Regions from separate parts of the Mus musculus genome. Here regions 1, 2, 4, 5 and 6 are each linked to region 3. A link is a contact called in public HiCAR-type, HiChIP or PLAC-seq and promoter capture Hi-C data. All regions are on one chromosome and are shown on one strand. Each heading gives the region's core, a stretch centred on a gene start, on an enhancer-like site or on the middle of the called end of the contact. The rest is flanking DNA. Distances are from core to core; before and after follow the strand shown. Region 1 has its middle 38 kb from the start of 1700129C05Rik. Region 2 holds the start of Mphosph8 (M-phase phosphoprotein 8). Region 3 holds the start of Zdhhc20 (zinc finger, DHHC domain containing 20). Region 4 holds the start of 2410022M11Rik (RIKEN cDNA 2410022M11 gene). Region 5 holds the start of Zmym2 (zinc finger, MYM-type 2). Region 6 holds the start of Setdb2 (SET domain, bifurcated 2).

Region 1 (3,052 bases), core at 258-2,757, 1.2 Mb before region 3:
ATACATCCATTTGTCTAAGAATTTCATAAATTCATTGCTTTTAATAGCTGAGTAGTACTCCATTGTGTAAATGTACCACATTTTCTGTATCCATTCCTCGGTTGAGGAACATCTGGGTTCTTTCCAGCTCCTGGCTATTATAAATAAGCTGCTATGAACATAGTGGAGCATGTGTCCTTATTACCAGTTGGAAGGAACACCTTCTGGGTATATGCCCAGGAGAGGTATTTCTGGATCTTCTGGTAGTACTATGTCCAATTTTCTGAGGAACTGCCAGACTGATTTCCAGAGTGTTTGTACAAGCTTGCAATCCCACCAGAAATGCTAAAACCATCCAGTGGAAAAAAGATAGCATTTTCAACAAATGGTGCTGGCACAACTGGAGGTTATCATGTAGAAGAATGCAAATTGATACATTCTTATCTCCTTGTACAAAGCTCAAGTCTAAGTGGATCAAACAACTCCACATAAAACCAGAGACAGTGAAACTTATAGAGGAGAAAGTGGGGAAAAGCCTCGAAGATATGGGCACAGGGGGAAAATTCCTAAACAGAACAGCAATGGCTTGTGCTGTAAGATCAAGAATGGACAAATGGGACCTCATAAAATTGCAAAGCTTCTGTAAGGCAAAAGATACTGTCAATAAGACAAAAAGGTCACCAACAGATTGGGAAAGAAGTTTTACCAATCCTAAATCTAATAGGGGACTGATATCCAATATATACAAAGAGCTCAAGAAGCTGAACTCCAGAAATTCTCATAACCCCATTAAAAATGGGGTACAGATATAAACAAAGAATTCTCAACTGCGGAGTGCTGAAGGGCTGAGAAGCACTTGAAAAAATGTTCAACATCCATAATCATGAGGGAAATGCAAATCAAAACAACCCTGAGATTCCACCTCACACCAGTCAGAATGGCTAGGATCAAAAATTCAGGTGACAGCAGGTGCTGGCGAGGATGTGGAGAGAACAAAACCATCCTTACACAGTTCCCTCGCTCGTCCTTCTCCAGGTCACGTGATCGCGCAATGACCTTGGTTTAAGCCAACAGGTAATCCTCCAGGCTGTGCTCCTGACAGTTAAGTGGCTTTAACATAAACTTTGCAAACAGGAGGGGATATGCTAGATAAAAGCACCATTTGTCTTTTGCTCACTTGCTGTGTGCCCTCTCCATTGTCTGGTGAGGACCCTTGGGAGGTGGGAGACTTGGCTTGTCCTGGGCAGTCCATGAACGGTTTTTCTTCTCTTTGGCACAGAGTGGGTATTTACTGGGCACACATTCTGGTGCTTTGATGGATGGGTGAGCTGGACTTCACCTACACTGAGCTAAAGAGATCAAGACTTGGACAGGTCTTTTTCCATCCAGTGGTGTCAGCGATTTAGAGTAAACCTCCCAGCCGACTCCATGATCTTCAGGGGGAGGGGCCATCCTTGAGCTCACAGACAGAGTAACAAAGGTTTGCTTATGGTGCTGTGGCCTCTGCTAGCAAAGAGGTTCTGTATGCCCAGCTACCGTGGGCTCCTGTCTTCCTTGTCCGTTTACTGTGGTTGTCCTCCACTCTGACAGGGTCTGAAGCCTTTTATCTTCCATTTCGAACATCACTTTGAAGCCTTTGCAAGGACTATGTTACAAGTTTAGTGATAGACAAACTCAAATAGTTGAACAAGGAGTGAGAGAGGATGGAGAAAGATACAGATAGACCTGCTAATGAAAATGGAAAAAAAATAATCTAATCATCCCTGAGTTAGAGAAAAACATCCTTTGTTCCCCATCTCAGTGAAAAAATCCCAGGTATGCGGGGTCACGGCCTCAAGCTTCTTCTGGCTCCGCAGCTGGGCTACGATTTGCAATAAAGCAAACCTTTCAAAGGCGGTCAACTTTAGCAGGGTGTTTTGCTGCACAGAGGAGGACGGCTGGCAGTGTATGGGTCCTGGCAACGCTCCCCTGGAGAAGGACACTGCTCCTAGTCAGCAGGGACATTTTATTTCACCTCAACTGTTTTCATCCAGAGACCAGAGGGTGACCAAAATGGTGCTTCTGTGAATTTTTTCTCGTTAGATTTAAGTGTAATCTCAAAGAGAAATGCACTCAGTTCTGATGCTAAGCAACTTTAGGTCATCTACAATGCTGTAAAGACCATTGAGGTTGAATCCAGGGCTCACATTAGGCAAGTGCTAGACTTTTTACCCGCATTGCCTACCCTTCTGATTTCATTTAGAGACAGGGTCTTCCCAAGCTGCCAAGACTGATCTTGGGCTTGTGGTCTTCCTAGTTTAGAGGCCTGAATATCTAGGGTTACACCTGTACCAGCTATTTACTAACTCTTCTCATGGAAAGTCACAGCCTGACTTGATGGAATTCATGTTTTCACTGTTCCCGAGGGCCGTGCATCTTACTTGTAGGCATCGCATGTTTATTAAAGACAGCATAAAATGATGCATACTCTTAACTATATTCATATAACAGCTTACATTTATTTTTTCTGGTGCTGAGGTATAAACCCAGAGGCAGGCACATGCTGGGAACACCTTGTTTTCCGAGCTGCATTGCCAGCCTAAAAGCACTTTAGTGGTGAGTCATATTTATCAGTTTCCCCTTATGTACCTCCCGTTGTCCATATCTGATGAGATTCAGGACACCATTTTCTTGACTAAATATACCCGCAGATTTCTTTCTGGGTTTATCACCCCCTTCTGATCTATCTTGTGTGAAAACCACACCAAACACAGATATTTCCATATACACACATTTATTTTACTTCCATACCCACTTCCCTTTATACAGGTCTGATGACTTGTAGACTCATCCTATGATGTAAGCACCAATCCCTGATACCATTAATGATACTCTTTTATGCTTGCACACAGGAGTCTAGCATGGTTATCCTCTGAGAGGCTCCACCCGTCAGCTGACTCAGATGGATACAGACACCCACAGCCAAACAATGGATGGAAATTAGGAATTCTATTTATTTATTTTTATTTATTATTAGATATTTTCTTTATATATATTTCAAATGCTATTCCGAAAGTTCCCTATACCCTCCCTC
Region 2 (2,937 bases), core at 258-2,757, 1.2 Mb after region 3:
CAAAACAGGAGTTCTCAGAGAAAAGCACCACTTTAAAGAAATGTCTACCATCAAGCCAACATGGCACAGGGTAAACAGCAGTCCATTAAAAAAAAAAGTTTGTCAATGGATTAAAAATTAAGATGAAAGTTGGCATATGGCAGATAACAAATGACAGAAAATACAACAGAAACAAAACCATCGTATAGGCACGATTCCTATCTACAGCCCTTATCTTCTCCTTTCTCCAAATTCCCATTTCGTTTACTCATTCAATAATCCCACAGCCGTGAGATAGATCTCTGTGGTAAAGCTCTTGCCTTGCATTCATGAAACCCTGGGTCCAGTACACGGTATCAGATAACGGCAACAACAAAATCAGCCTTTGCTGTTACTGGACTAAGTGTCCGTGATTCAAGCATTATTATAAACCACATCCCCTGATTAAAGGAGCCCACAATCTAGAGCAGAAAAGACAAATACAGAGATAAAAGACAATGACTTAAATAGAGGTAAGAGAGTAAGGACAGAACTGAGAAAGCACCTTTTTCTGCAGAGCTCGGGTAAGGGAAGAGAGGGGAGAAAAGGTATCACAAACAGATGGATCCCAAGCCTTGGAAATACAGACTAAGAATTTCTCCCGGGGACGACATTCGCAGCAAGGAGGATGTTAAGTGTTCAAGCACGATGTGCGAAGATTGTCCTTTCAAGCTTACTCTAAATCTCTTGAGTTACACTCATAAAACGCGCAGAAAAGGGACACTTTGGGTTGGGAAACCTTTACTGTCCCGGGCACTCGGTGTGAATGGGATTTCCTGAATTTAAGCCAAGGAGCATTTTCTACTTTTAGAAAACATTGGGACAACGGTGTAGAGAATCCTCCAGTCTTTCCTAACGGAAAGCCATGGCCCTAACCGTATACCCGAATGCTGAAGGCCACAGAAGTCTCCCACCAGCTGCCTTGCATCCTACGATTCTCAACATTCCATGTCACCGCTTCGTCTCTTCTGCCAAAACAACACTTAGAACTTCCCTAAGCATCCATCCTCCACCGACTGCGGCCAGGGTCCTCTCCAGGATGTCAGTCTGCGCCTACGGACCGCCACCGTCCTCCCAAGCTGTTCCAGGCTGTTCGGCGTCCCACTCGGATTCTCCCAACCCGCCGTCCCCGCCCCGGAGACTCCCTGTCCGGCCGCTCAGCCCCCACATACTCCCTCGCACTTCATGTCCAGGATCCTCTCCACCTCGAAAACGTCCTCCCCATCCTCCTCGCTGTCCCCAACGGCCACCGTTCCTTTGGTGGCTGCGTCCTTCTCTTCGTCCCCTGCTCCAACTCCTTCGGACTCGGGAGAACGGCCAATGCTGTCGGGAACTGACATAACTAGAGCGGCCGCACTCATGCCCTCCTCAGCCGCCGCCGCCATCACAGACGCAGTGCAAAACCAACGCGAAAAACCGCCGGCGACCCACAGCGGGACAGCACCGCGCGCCTGCCGCTCCGCCCTAATCCGCTCCAGCGGCGTGACTCGACCGTGAGGCAAGCCAGCCAATTGTGGGCGCCGAGCTCTGGATTGACACACAGAACGGCCAATCACGCAAAGGCGCGCTCCCCGGCTCCCTGGGGAGTTCACGGGAAGTGGATGGGCGGGTCGACGGACTCTGAGGAAGAACGCTGCCTCAGGGAAGAGCGGAAGGGCTCCCCTGGGGAGACTGCGAGGGGCGGTCCTAGCACCTCACCTCCCAAACTCCGGTGACGCCCGCTGCCTGAGGAGACCTGTTGTTTGGATTGTCGGAAGGAGACCATGAGGATTCTGGGAAAGGGACCCCCAGTGTTAGCGAGACCCGCCTGTGCGGAATGGCTGCCCAGGAATCCTTTCGTATGGTTTTGGCTGGCTTATATGGCGTCTGCGGTCGAATCAATTACATATAGCCTATAGGGATATTTCATTTTAGTGAGTAGCGTTTATAGATAGAGAATAGGGACCCGGAGGTGGTTCAGCAGATTACGGCCCTGGTCGCCAAATATGAGGACCTGAGTTTAATTTCCAAGGGCATACATAGCGAGAGAATTCCCCCAATATGTATTCTCTTCTGTCAGGAGAAAGGCCAATCTTTACAGCAAGACACTGTATCAAGTAATAATTTATGGGATTTACTTGTTGGGCTTTGAAAGTAGTTCAGTGATAGGGCGTTTGTCTGGCAGGTGATGGTTGGAGGCTTGGTCCTAGTAGCTGAGTAAAAGTTGGTTCTCTCCTTCAAAAGATAGAGCCCAGGTTGCCTGGCTTGGCCCCATTTGGGCTATACTTAATTAATTGGATCATTCACACCTGATAAACCAAGCCAAAACCACCTATGTGTTTGTTCCCAAGTTCCCTTGCTTCTTATTGAATTGAAAATATCAGAAGCAGGTGCGGGGTTGATGCAAGAGAAACGAGTAATATTGATGCTACAAAGGAGTCACTAGGAAGCGAGCCTGCGATATGATTGGAAGAGAATTACCAGGCTTATTACAAACTCTAGGAAAGACATTTTTGTGCCAACATTGAAGTTTTGGGTTGCTGAGAAAGTTTCTGTTAACGTTAGTGCACTAAGATTGACCTCCAATTAGACTCCATTTCCACAACAAAAGGAGACAACCCTAACTTACAACCAGCCATTAAGCCTATCCACCTTATTAAAAAAAAAAAAAAAAAAAAAGCCTCTAAGGGGCAGCTCAATGGCTGAGCCCCAAGTCACACCTATCATTAAGTCCTAGTTTGCCATTAAATCCCCTGTGCCCTTGTGAGGAAAAGCCTAACTCTGCTGGTAGGTAGGCAAGAGGACCCTGAATAACAACTATTTGAAAAGAACAACACTGGTGTATATGCTTAGAAATAATTCTGACTATCTTCGCTGTGTACCTCTTGTATCTGCCTGAGTGACTAGACTTTCAGTCTCCTGTCTGTATTAAAATTGTTC
Region 3 (3,129 bases), core at 169-2,668:
CACTAATATGTAGTCAAAAATTTGAAGTCAGAATATGTTTGCTTTTTTTTTTTTTTTTTTTTCTCTAGACAGGGTTTCTCTGTGTAGCTCTGGGTGTCCTGGAACTCACTTTGTAGACCAGGCTGGCCTTGAACTTAGAAATCTACCTGCCTCTCTCTCCCAAGTGCTGGTATTAAAGGTGTGCACTTCTGGGTCCTAATGTCATCTTTAGGGCATGTTGCAATTTTCTTATTGTATACATGTTACTTTAATGTAACAGTAGTGTATGGTGACTAAATATTAATACTCATTTTACTAAGTCTTTATCATACTATAATAGCAGTTACCTTCTTCTTGGAGACTTTAGTAAATAGTCTGTTTTAGCTGACCTCAAACTCACAGAGTTCCACTGTCCTCTTCCTCCTGAGTGTGTGGAATTAAAGGCATGTGCCACTATGCCCAGGGCCAAAACCCAAACCAACCCAAACCAAACTTAAAAACTTTTCATTTGTCCTCAGACAACCCCTGGGCCACACATCCTCATGAGCAGTGGTCCATGCACATCCGCACATAGAATGTAAATAAATGAATGTACTGTGTTTTAAAAGAATGTATGAAATTATTCCTAATGATTGTACATTATGATGTTTCACAGCAAGGCTTCTAGATTCTAAGATTGCAGTCATTACTTAGCAATCTCCAGCTGTAAATATTTGAAAATCCCACTCCAGGAAAGGGCTGTTTCTATATTCTGCTTTCATGGTGTAACCTTAAATGTGGACTCCAAATCAAACTGACCTGTTGTATATGGCTTCCACCTTAAATCTCAGGCTCCTACCAATTCAAACAAAACATGGTGGAGAGAGCGATACGTGGACCAAATTATCCCAGGGGATTCTTCATTGGAGACACATTATAGTCACAGGAGTCTTATATTTAAGTATATATAATATTTTTCTTGCTTGCACGCTTGAGTGATGCACAGCCTTATGTAATAGGGAACCCGACTTGTATGGGTCCTGAAAGACCTAGGGGAAGAGTGTTATACAGAGTGCCACCCAAGGCACACAGGGCAGCTAAGAATTCATTCCTCTCCCCTTGCGCATCCCCATCCCTCTCGTCACCCAGTCCTAGATGGCCTCCTACACATCCTTAGCACTCTCCTCTCTTTTCCACCAAGGCACCCCCAAATCCCATGGGCGGGCCTGAGCAGAAGCCCCGCCCCAACTTCAGGCCCCGCCTCCTTCGGCCGGGTAGCCCCACCCCCTACGGGGATTGCCAGGCGCGGGACTAGGGGCGGAGCGGCAGGATGCGGGGCAGGGGCGGACCCGGTCCAGGCGCCGGGAGGGGCGGAGTTGCAGCGTCGCCCTTCACAGCTCGCAGCGGGATGAGAGGCGGGCCCGGAGGCGGGCCCGAGGGCGGGGTCAGGGGCGGACCCGGGCCAGGCGCAGGGAGGGGCGGAGTTGTGGCGTCGCCCTTCGCCACTGCTTGCGGCGGCGGAGCCTCGGGGGCGGGGAAGCTGGCGACAGGGCCGCTGGGGTCTTGTGGTCCTACAGAATCGTGGGCAGCGGGACCCGGCAGTCAGCAGAGGAACATGGCGCCCTGGACACTCTGGCGCTGCTGCCAACGCGTGGTGGGCTGGGTTCCGGTGCTCTTCATCACCTTTGTGGTCGTCTGGTCCTACTACGCGTACGTGGTGGAGCTGTGCGTGAGTGAGTACGGGAGGCGCGGGCGGCGGGCCGGGCCGCGGGTGGCAGGCCGAGGCCTCGGCGCCGCGTTCTGATTCCGCGGGGCGGCCTGCGCTTCCCCAGCCCGTGGGTTCCACGTCCGAGGGTTCCGGCCCGCGCTTCTCCGGCGGTGGGGGCCCCTGTCCGTGGGTTTCTGCCCACGGCTCGCTGCTCGAGGGGTCCCGAGTTCGGGCCTGCGCGCCGCCCACGCTCCAAGCTTCCGGGTGGCTGCAGTCGCCTTGGGGCTCCCACCCTTCTGTGACGGAATGCTCACAAAGGCCTTTCCTTTTGAACTAGAGAACCCCTTCTGAGACGGCTTGTGAGGTCAGTTTGGCTAAAACACACGCACACACGCACAAAGAAATCTTTTCCTCCCAGATTGTTGCTCCCCAAACTGCGCGAGAAGAAGCGCGTAAGCTGAAAGCAGCCTGGGGGCCTGGGAGGGAGGTGTGTCTCCCGGGTCTGCAGTGTGGGCTCAGCCCCTGGTCTGAGCTGTATTTGACCCTTTTTAATATTCATCTGGGGGTCTCAGTGCTGGATTTACACAAAATGTTGTTTTGAGGCACAAGGAATTGAACAAGAGAGGTGCAAGCTCAATGACTTTTTTTTTTTGCCTGTTTACTTTGTAGGTTTGTATTGCTTATACCTTTAGTTTTAGGGCTTTGGTTTAGTTTTACTTTTGCTATTTTTCTTATTTAATTTTTTTTACCGTATGGTTCTTACCTGATTTCCTGGGATAAAGGAATAGCGTTGCATTATACTTACATGACTTAGCCGATTGGTTCATTGTCATTAACACCCTAGGCCATTACTATGTCAGTGATACTAAATAATTGCCTGTAAGCTTTGAGTGTGCGTTCTATACCTACTGGCTCTTTACTGTGTTCGTCTCCCGTCAGCATTATTAAATAAAACCCTAAGAAAAAGCAGTCCCTTGGTTTCCCAGAAGTGATGTGGTTTTAATTTTCAGACAGAGCCCTCGGTTATCTGAAGGACAGATTTTCTTTGGGGAAAAACATACGGGGTAAATACAAGAATGAAAAAAAAAAAAAATCGGGCTGGTGAGATGGCTCAGCGGGTAAGGGAACTGATTGCTCTTTCGAAGGTCCTGAGTTCAAATCCCAGCAACCACATGGTGGCTCACAACCACCCATAAAGAGATCTGACACCCTCTTTTGGTTCGTCTGAAGTCAGCTACGGTGAACTTACGTATAATAATAAATAAATCACTCAAAAATGGTAGAGCCTAGACCTCAATTGTGGCTTTGGATTTGGCGAGCTCCAAACCAAGTACTTGTTTAAAAACTCAAGTTCTGTTCATAGAAGACCCTGAAGTAGCTGAGCTTCTGCAGGTTTTTATTTTTACAGATTTTTTTTTTTTTTGAGACAGGGTTTCTCTGTATAGCCCTGGTTGTCCTGGAAC
Region 4 (2,862 bases), core at 313-2,812, 1.1 Mb after region 3:
GTTGCTGGCAGTTGGAAACTGCTCCACGAAGGTACAAATCTGGTAGTCTTTAAGAGCAGGAAGCACTCATAACCTCTGAGCCATCTAATAGCCTTCCACTCAGCTGCCTGGTTTTTGTGGTTTTGTTTTGTTTTTTCTCTTTGAGGCAGTTAATGTATCCTGGGTCAGCTTTGAACTGATTCTGCTACTTCTGTGCCTTTAATACTGGCACTCCATTCCTGTGCTATGAGGTGTGGGATTTTGTTTTCAAATCATATCTAAGCCTAAACCAAGAAAGCAGTGGTGACATGCTTACAATCCCAATGCTCCAGAGGCAGAGGAAGAGAGAGGCAAAGGCAGAAGAAAGATCACAGAGTTCCAGGCCAGACTATGCTAGACATTGTCTTAAAAGAGAGACTCATATATATTTTTGCTCTTTTGGTTTTTCAACTCAGGGTTTTTCTGTGTAGCCCTGACTGTCCAGGAATCCACTTTGTAGACCAACCTGGCCTCGAACTCACAGATATCCAACTGCCTCTGCCTGCAAGTGTTGGAACTAAAAGCATGCGCCACCAAGTCCAGTTAAGAGTCATATATTTTCACATATTATGTAACAAGAACCTCAATCCAACCTAAAAGCATCAGTTGTAATCCCGCTAACAAACACCAGGGCGAGGTGCATTTCTTAGGTTACAGGGAGTCCTGGAAATCCGGCACCAAGTCTTCTGCCAAAGACATGGGTATAGACGAGGAACAAAAGACCCTCGTGCCGCCCTCCAGCGGCTCCGCTCCGAATGCGTCCGGTGGGACTCCCATTAGAGGGTCACTGCCCACGGAGCCAGGATGAAGCGAAGGGCACGCGATGGCCCGAGGCCCGGCAAACGTGGAGGACAGGCGCCGGGCAGGCCGGAGAGCGCGTGCTCGGCCAGGCACCGACGGCCAAGGCCAGACAGCCCAGGTCCCAGGGGCGCGAGCCCGCTAAGGGAGCCCGGGGCTCCATCTTGCCCGGCGGCAGTCTGGGGTCACCACTGTCCTGTGGCCCCGCCGCAATCTCGGCGCGCAAACTCTTGGCGGCCGAGGACAAGGCCTATGGTAGAGCGCGATCGGACTCGTTCCGGGCCAAGTTTCTCGTCCCCACGGGTTCGGTTCTGATGGGCCCCAAGTTCTCCCAACAGATCCCACAAAATGGAGGCCGACGTCTCCTCCCGCCGCAGCCATGGCGGAGGTGGGACACCCTTCCCACGGGCCAGGCAAGGTGGAAGCGCCTGCACGGCCGCCAGCGCACCAGTCCCCTTGCGGCCGCGGCCGGGCTCGCCCCCTCGGTCCGCCGCAGGCATTGCCGGGCTCGCCAGTCGCCGGGGTCTTGGGGGCCTGGACAGGGAGGACGCCGGGACATCGAGGCCGCGTCTCTCCTCGAGCAGAGTCGCAAAGGGCCGTGGCGACCGTCTGGAGGCCGAGACCCAGTGTCCCGATCCCGGGCCCACCGGAAGCCTCGACGAATATCGCCCGCCCCCAGGGCCGAAGCGCGAGCCGAACTGCGGGCAGCGCCACTCGGGCTCCTGACCCGGGCAGACCCCGCGAGTGGGGGCGGGGCGGGGGCACGGAGGGAGGGCGGAAGAGAGGGAGGGCCGGCCCAGCCCGGGGCTGGCGGCGGGGGGGGGGGGGGGGGGGGCCGGCAGGCCCGAGGGCGTGGCCCAGGTCTGACGGACAGCCGCCGTGACTACCTCACCGAGGAGGGTCCTGAAAGAAGGCCGACTGGGCCAATGGAGCCTGCCCGAGGCATTCCGTGCCGCCCACGCCATCAGCCAATGAGCGTGCGGAGGGCGGGGCCTCCCCGGGCCCCGCCGTGCCACCGCCTCCTCTGCCTCCTCCTCACCAGCGCTAAAGCCGGGACTGGACCGAGCGGAGTTGTGCGTGTCGCCGAAGGGGGGTGGGCCGGGGGAGGGGAGGTTCGTTCCGCGGAGCTGCAGCCAGAACCCGGTGAGGCTTCTCCCCGCCGTCTTTCCTGTCGAGGGCCGCGGAGAGTGGGGGTGGCTGGGAGCAGCGCAGCCTCGGGAGGAGGAGGCGGAGGCGGGGGCGACTGGGGAGGCGGAGATGGGTGAGGGCAGCGTCGGGAGCCTCCCACCGAGCCGGGCTTAACAGCCCGCGGCGGCCGGTGTCGCGGCTGCTGCGTCGGGGCCTGAGGGTGCGCTGGGGGCCGCGCTGATGTCCAGGGCGGCTTCGCGTGCGGCCGGAGGGGTGAGGGAGCGCGGGCGCGGCAGGGCTGGCTGGGTGAGGCGGCCGCGGGGCGGGGAGCGCGAGAGCCTCCGGGTGCGGGCGGCAGCGGCCGGAGGTCGAAGAGTGTTTTCCTTTCTGTGCTGCGAGCGGGCGGGCGGGTCGGGGAGGGGCCCTTTGGCCCTCCCGCCCGGGGGCCGCACTCCCACCCTGTCTGTTCAACCGACACCCCAAGTTTTCCGTGTTAAGGGGCGTCCTCTTACGTCCCGCGGCGTTTTCTCTCTCTCTCTTTTTTTTTTTTTTTGGGTCGGTCTGTCGCAGCTTTTAATCTTATTTGAGCCAGTTTCTAATGGCTGACCTGGTGCCTGTCGCGGGCTACTGAGGAGTTAGGCCCTAATCAAGTGCTTGCGGCAAATGGGACCCAATTGTTGAACCTCTCCCGGGTCGGATTTGTACTTGAGTGGTAACTACTTAGGAGAAATGTGAATCCCTTTCTAGATTCGAGGACGCGTTTACTCTTCGACTCAGCTGCGCGCTCTACTCATAATTCTGAAACTGGAAAGAACATATGAGCTTGGCCTGCTGTCGTTTAGTTGATCTATTGTTTATTTGGAGAAGGTTGGTAGAACAGCTTGGGAATAACTTCACCTTGACTTATTTATTTCCTTT
Region 5 (3,092 bases), core at 163-2,662, 1.0 Mb after region 3:
TCACCAGGCATCACTGGAGTTTCTCCCCGACAGCAGCTGCCACCCAAGAGAAGGCTCCTCCCCTTAAGAACAACCAGGAGGGCCAAATCCTATAGCTGAACCCCTATAATCCAACCACGTCCTCTGTTAATAAGCAAATTAGAAGAAAAGGACTCACAATGGTGTTTTCCTCACTTTCTGCCAAAGATGCACCAGATAGGGTTGAACGAAATTTCTGGTCCTGGGATAAAAGAGAAAAAAAAAAAGGGGGGGGGGAGAGAAATGGATGAACACCCAATCTGGTAGGAGCACCAAGCCGATTTCACCAGGAGGAGGCAGAGAAGGGACTAAGGGGTCAAGGAGGTTTGGCCCTTCTATTATTACCCCAAAGCCCACGCAAAACAGCCTACTACTTACTACCCAAGTGGAGTGAAATATTTTATTTGGAGCCAAAGCCCATGTGTAAGCCTCAATCTGCAGGGAAAGGGACCTGAGGGCACCAAGCCTGCTATGGGGTAGGGAGGGGGAAGGGCAAACATTGCCCCGACGCCAGCAAGGGACTTGCACTCCCTCGCAAGTATTACCACCACGGTTATTCCAGTCAAACTCAGCACCAATTTACAGGTAAAAACCAGTTTATGTCAACGATGGGCTGATATTGCCCATATTTGCCCCAAGCAGTTGCCCTGGGCCCGAGGTTTGCCCCCCCTGCAGTCCGAGACCGGCAGCGCTGCCTCCCCGTCCGCCATTAGAGACCCAGCCAAACAATACGTGAGGAGCAAGAGCCGCGCAGCACAGCGCCGGGGAGGAGACCAGCGACGAAGAGGACGCCGCAAGACTCAAAAGGCACCCCTTGCCATCGAAAACTTGGGGTCTCGGTTGGACAGACAGGGTGGGAGTGCAGCCCCCAGGCGGGAGGGCCAAAGGGCCCCTCCCCGGCCCGCCCGGCCGCCCGCAGCACAGAAAGGAAAACACCCCACGACCTCCGGCCGCTGCCGCCCGCACCTCGAGGCCCCCGCGCCCCCCGCCCCCGGCGACCGCCTCACCCAGCCAGCCCTGCCGCGCCCGCGCTCCCTCACCCCTCGGGCCGCACGCGAAGCCGCCCTGGACATCAGCGCGGCCCCCAGCGCACCCTCAGGCCCCGACGCAGCAGCCGCGACACCGGCCGCCGCGGGCTGTTAAGCCCGGCTCGGTGGGAGGCTCCCGACGCTGCCCTCACCCATCTCCGCCTCCCCAGTCGCCCCCGCCTCCGCCTCCTCCTCCCGAGGCTGCGCTGCTCCCAGCCACCCCCACTCTCCGCGGCCCTCGACAGGAAAGACGGCGGGGAGAAGCCTCACCGGGTTCTGGCTGCAGCTCCGCGGAACGAACCTCCCCTCCCCCGGCCCACCCCCCTTCGGCGACACGCACAACTCCGCTCGGTCCAGTCCCGGCTTTAGCGCTGGTGAGGAGGAGGCAGAGGAGGCGGTGGCACGGCGGGGCCCGGAGAGGCCCCGCCCTCCGCACGCTCATTGGCTGATGGCGTGGGCGGCACGGAATGCCTCGGGCAGGCTCCATTGGCCCAGTCGGCCTTCTTTCAGGACCCTCCTCGGTGAGGTAGTCACGGCGGCTGTCCGTCAGACCTGGGCCACGCCCTCGGGCCTACCGGCCCCCCCCCCCCCGCGGGCTGGGCCGGCCCTCCCTCCCTCCCTCTTTCCCTCCCTCCCTCCCTCCGTGCCCCCGCCCCGCCCCCACTCGCGGGGTCCGCCCGGGTCAGGAGCCCGAGTGGCGCTGCCCGCAGTTCGGCTCGCGCTTCGGCCCTGGGGGCGGGCGGTCTTCGTCGAGGCTTCCCGTGGGCCCGGGATCGGGACACTGGGTCTCGGCCTCCAGACGGTCGCCGCGGCCCTTTGCGACTCTGCTCGAGGAGAAACGCGGCCTCGATGTCCCGGTGTCCTCCCTGTCCAGGCCCCCAAGACCCGGGCGACTGGCGAGCCCGGCAGTGCCTGCGGCGGACCGAGGGGGCGAGCCCGGCTGCGGCCGCAAGGGGACTGGTGCGCTGGCGGCCGTGCAGGCGCTTCCACCTTGCCTGGCCCGTGGGAAGGGTGTCCCACCTCCGCCATGGCTGCGGCGGGAGGAGACGTCGGCCTCCATTTTGTGGGATCTGTTGGGAGAACTTGGGGCCCATCAGAACCGAACCCGTGGGGACGAGAAACTTGGCCCGGAACGAGTCCGATCGCGCTCTACCATAGGCCTTGTCCTCGGCCGCCAAGAGTTTGCGCGCCGAGATTGCGGCGGGGCCACACGACAGTGGTGACCCCAGACTGCCGCCGGGCAAGATGGAGCCCCGGGCTCCCTTAGCGGGCTCGCGCCCCTGGGACCTGGGCTGTCTGGCCTCGGCCGTCGGTGCCTGGCCGAGCACGCGCTCTCCGGCCTGCCCAGCGCCTGTCCTCCACGTTGGCGGGGCCTCGGGCCATCGCGTGCCCTTCGCTTCAGTCCTGGCTCCGTGGGCAGTGACCCTCTCATAGGAGTCCCACCGGGCGCATTCGGAGCGGAGCCGCTGGAGGGCGGCACGAGGGTCTTTTGTTCCTCGTCTACACCCACGTCTTTGGCAGAAGACTTGGTGCTGGATTTCCAGGACTCCCTGTAACCTAAGAAATGCACCTCGCCCTGGTGGTTGTTAGCGGGATTACAACTGATGTTGGTTACTTCCTCAACCAAATGGATGGATTCAATTAGATCTCTGAATTTCCGAATTGACAATACCGCCTATTAATGAGTCATATGGCGTTACATTGTAAAGCTCTCCAAGATGATAATGAACATGAAATTTTTAATGAAGTGAATTATTGATTAAGGTCTCAGGCTAATATGTAGACTGCAGTGGATACCATTTACAAAGGACAACCTGGTAGAAACAATCATTTTCAATTTTAAAAAAAAGTGCTTTCACCCTCATTTAAATTCCATACATACATTGCTCTTCTTTACCATTTGAAGACAAAAAAACTACAATAGGGCTGGTGAGATGGCTCAGTGGGTAAGAGCACCTGACTGCTCTTCCGAAGGTCCGGAGTTCAAATCCCAGCAACCACATGGTGGCTCACAACCATCTGTAACAAGATCTGATGCCCTCTTCT
Region 6 (2,933 bases), core at 287-2,786, 1.6 Mb before region 3:
CCAACCCACAAAGAACACACACACACACACACACACACACACAAAACAAAAAAACAAACAAACAAACAAAAAAACAAACCAATTAACCTTGAATAACTTAAGTTATTCAACCTTGAAATAAAATAAAAAGTGAAGATACTGGTGTTAAGTTTATCAAAACTGTTATAAGTGAATCACAAAATATTTGTCTCTAACAGGCTAGATTTTCAGATCTGGCAGCTTCTTTCAAATAATAAAAAAAAAAAGAATGCTTTCTACTTCCTTTTCTACTTTTTTTTCCCCAAGAGAAAACTGGAAAGAGGAAAGTACAGTGTCTTGCTCTTCCCAAACTCCAACACCCTCCTTAAATAATACCCTGTTCCATAAAGCCAGCCCGCATAGCATCGCAGACCCAGAAATGTACAAAGCTGTCATGGCTTTCTTGTTTGGTTGGTTTTGACTAGGTGCAGAAAACATATTCGACATGTGTTAAATTTAATGTGAAGCTTCACAATTTCGTTTCCAAAAGTCAACTTTAATTGCATAGATGTATTCATTTGAGTTGTATTGTTTTGGGGTTTGGTTAATTTTGATGTGTTTTTCTTTCTTTTTTTTTTTTGCAAACTTTTTTTTAAAATCAAGTTTATAATGTTAAAAATATGTAAAGAGAAATTTACAAAAAAAAAAAAAAATCAGCACCTTTGAAACTGGGGTAAGGGTGTGGCGCTCCTGTGGCAGAAAGATCCGGTCTGCCTGAGCTACATGTATACCTAGCATGAAGTGAATTTGGAGCATGACAAACACTAGTTTACTTCCCGTTTCTCCTTTTTATTTTATTTTATTTCTCTCTTTTTTTCTAACGTCATTGAATGAATGCTGGCGGCATGCTTATGAATAAAACTACTCTCACACAACCTGCTGTCCATGTATGTCAAAGGATGAACTCTCGAGAAGGGCAAAGGCTCCGCAGTTGGCCCCTGGCAATTGACAAAAAAGAAAAGTTCTCTATCGACCCGGAGGCCAGTGGTCGAGACAGCCCCCTCTCCCTTCCACGACTGGCTTTCCCGTGTTGAATCCTACAGCCAGCCTCCTTTAATCATGACAGGGGTCGGCGGTGGGAATCTTCGCGCCACAAACACTGCTGAGCAACTCTCGGAAACCAAGGGATCAGGGTTAAGACAGGAAAGCAAAGCCTGCGCCAGACTCTAATGACCAGCAAAGCCAAGCCGGGGCCACCGCCACCGCCACCACCACCACGCCTGCCTCCCAAACACAGGGAGGAGACTCCGGGCGGGCGAGAAGAATCCCCTGCTAGTTAAGTCGCCCCTTCACTCCCAACACTCCTGTCACCCCGAGGACTCTCCTTCCACACACACACTCCCAGAGCCGGAAAAGGCTCGCCGCAGCCACACACCTACCGCGGGCAGAGAGCGCTGCGCCACCACTCCAGCGAAGTGCCTCACTTGGCTGCCGAGAACCCGATTGGCCGTAGCAGTCCGCGCGAGACAAACCGAGAGAGTCGCCGACCAATCAGGAGGCCGCGCGCTCCGGCCGGCGCCGCGGGGCCGCGGAAACTGTGTGGAGCTCCCTTGGGGCTGATGTCTCCCCCGCTGAGGTGAAGCCGCCTCGGGACTGCAGACTCTGGTGCGGACAGTGCAAGGCGCGCGGGGTGCCAGGCCGCCTCAACCCGCTGTCTCAGTAGCGGGGGTGGCCGGGGCTCTCAGTCGCGTTTCCCCCACCGTCTTGCGGCGCTCACTTTCGTGGCTGGTGATTTCTGAGTAATTTGGCTATCATGGGCTGTAGACAGCGGAGCACAGACAAGATCTTCAGGACACTGGTCCATTCCACAGGTAAGGTTACACTGGCCATGAACAAATGAAATTATTTATCAGTTGAACTTGATTGGTATCTTCGGAGCGACGGACTGACTCACTACTCAACAGTCCAAGATCAATAAAGTCACTGCAGAAAGGGATATGATTGACAGATCATATGATTGGCATGTAGTAACATGGTTCTTTGCATGTTAGTGAAGAAAACCAAAGTGGAGGATTAATTTATGTTTAGTCTTAGATTTGGTAAACAGACCATTAGCTCTTCCAAATACCCTACCACATACGATAGGATAGGTTTCTATTCTTCACCAGAAGGCGTTTTGCCATTGTTGTGTTGTTTAACATACGAACACGTTAAAAATGTGCCTGACCCTGACTTACGCTCCGATTATGTCATGCCTATCAAAGAACCAACGAGATAGTGGTATCTTAGTTTTTTTAGTTTCTTTTTCCTCCAAGTAAAAAGGAAACTTAGATCTAAATGAAGTTGCCTGTATGTTTGGCCAGATGAAAGTTTGAGACTGGCAAAGAACCAAATTTAAATAAAATTCTCCTGGCAAGCTGGGAGATGGTGGCTGGGGAGGCAGAGACTAGCGGATCTCTTGAGTTCTCTCCGGATTGAGTTCCCGGAAAGCCAGGGTTACCCAGAGAAACGTTGTCTCAAAATACAAAACATACAAACAAATAAAAAGTACACTAACAGTGAAATATTAGTGTTGTCTTTGGAAGATAAGCTTTAAATTTCCTTAACTTTTTTTGGCAATTTTTTTTCTTTTGTAAATTAGCTTCCAAGCTACACTGGTGAGAGCTTTTTCTTTAGTTGCTGTTTGCTATGTGGAAGTCCAGCCTAGTAGACCAGGATGGCTTTGAGCTACTGGTCCTCCTGTCCCCACCTGCCCTTTCCTGAGGTGTCAGGCTGAGTGAGTGTACTGAGGTGGAAGTTACTAGAATCTAAGGTGGAAGGCAGCTTGGCAATGTCTCTTTGTGGCACTTGGATATCTGTAGTATTAATTTTACAGTGGAAAGGTTGCCTGGCTGAAGTACAGTGTATAGCTTATGTTTCCCTTTTAACAGTTTGCATTTCTGGTGAGTCTCATTGCCAATGTGATACATACTTCT

The links. Promoter capture Hi-C pulls out the DNA fragments that hold promoters and counts their contacts. HiCAR-type assays count read pairs that join an accessible place to other places. HiChIP or PLAC-seq counts read pairs in DNA pulled down with a chosen protein or histone mark.
Region 1: a contact with region 3 is called in a promoter capture Hi-C map of cranial neural crest. The contact joins the enhancer-like site here to the promoter of Zdhhc20 in region 3. A contact is called at or near these places in 11 of 39 promoter capture datasets (the 3T3-L1 cell line, 3T3-L1-derived adipocytes, cranial neural crest and 6 more) and 1 of 115 datasets of contacts at active chromatin or transcription factors (astrocytes).
Region 2: a contact with region 3 is called in an H3K27ac HiChIP or PLAC-seq map of microglia, with 6 times the contacts expected there. The contact joins the promoter of Mphosph8 here to the promoter of Zdhhc20 in region 3. A contact is called at or near these places in 3 of 39 promoter capture datasets (hippocampal neurons, liver and pre-B cells) and 1 of 115 datasets of contacts at active chromatin or transcription factors (microglia).
Region 4: a promoter capture Hi-C map of pre-B cells shows a contact between it and region 3, with 3 times the contacts expected there. The contact joins the promoter of 2410022M11Rik here to the promoter of Zdhhc20 in region 3. A contact is called at or near these places in 2 of 39 promoter capture datasets (liver and pre-B cells), 1 of 484 Hi-C or Micro-C datasets (LSK cells) and 1 of 115 datasets of contacts at active chromatin or transcription factors (astrocytes).
Region 5: a contact with region 3 is called in a HiCAR-type map of astrocytes, with 2.7 times the contacts expected there. The contact joins the promoter of Zmym2 here to the promoter of Zdhhc20 in region 3. A contact is called at or near these places in 2 of 115 datasets of contacts at active chromatin or transcription factors (astrocytes and bone marrow-derived macrophages).
Region 6: a contact with region 3 is called in a promoter capture Hi-C map of cranial neural crest. The contact joins the promoter of Setdb2 here to the promoter of Zdhhc20 in region 3. A contact is called at or near these places in 7 of 39 promoter capture datasets (the 3T3-L1 cell line, the C10 cell line, cranial neural crest and 3 more) and 2 of 115 datasets of contacts at active chromatin or transcription factors (astrocytes and large pre-B cells).

What each region holds. Positions count from the first base shown.
Region 1 is chr14:59,102,961-59,106,012 of GRCm38.p6, reverse strand. No RefSeq gene overlaps it. Among named protein-coding and RNA genes, the nearest start is that of 1700129C05Rik, 38 kb to the left of the region's middle. Within about 2 kb of position 1,507, at least 17 of the 459 cell types and tissues checked have an H3K27ac peak or open chromatin away from gene starts, as enhancers often do.
Region 2 is chr14:56,666,818-56,669,754 of GRCm38.p6, reverse strand. It overlaps Mphosph8 (M-phase phosphoprotein 8), which reads right to left and starts at 1,507. Exons shown (of 14, transcript NM_023773.2): 1 at 1,191-1,507. The coding sequence starts at 1,403. It also overlaps the pseudogene Gm4032.
Region 3 is chr14:57,888,625-57,891,753 of GRCm38.p6, reverse strand. It overlaps Zdhhc20 (zinc finger, DHHC domain containing 20), which reads left to right and starts at 1,418. Exons shown (of 13, transcript NM_029492.5): 1 at 1,418-1,691. The coding sequence starts at 1,574.
Region 4 is chr14:56,810,689-56,813,550 of GRCm38.p6, reverse strand. It overlaps 2410022M11Rik (RIKEN cDNA 2410022M11 gene), which reads right to left and starts at 1,562. Exons shown (of 1, transcript NR_152252.1): 1 at 1-1,562. Zmym5 (zinc finger, MYM-type 5) reads left to right here and starts at 2,087. Exons shown (of 8, transcript NM_001253753.1): 1 at 2,087-2,217; 2 at 2,692-2,811.
Region 5 is chr14:56,884,923-56,888,014 of GRCm38.p6, reverse strand. It overlaps Zmym2 (zinc finger, MYM-type 2), which reads right to left and starts at 1,412. Exons shown (of 25, transcript NM_029498.4): 1 at 1,317-1,412; 2 at 158-220.
Region 6 is chr14:59,439,483-59,442,415 of GRCm38.p6, reverse strand. It overlaps Setdb2 (SET domain, bifurcated 2), which reads left to right and starts at 1,536. Exons shown (of 14, transcript NM_001320720.1): 1 at 1,536-1,829. It overlaps Gm45935 (predicted gene, 45935), which reads left to right and starts at 1,536. Exons shown (of 24, transcript NM_001320725.1): 1 at 1,536-1,829. Cab39l (calcium binding protein 39-like) reads right to left here and starts at 1,453. Exons shown (of 11, transcript NM_026908.4): 1 at 1,398-1,453.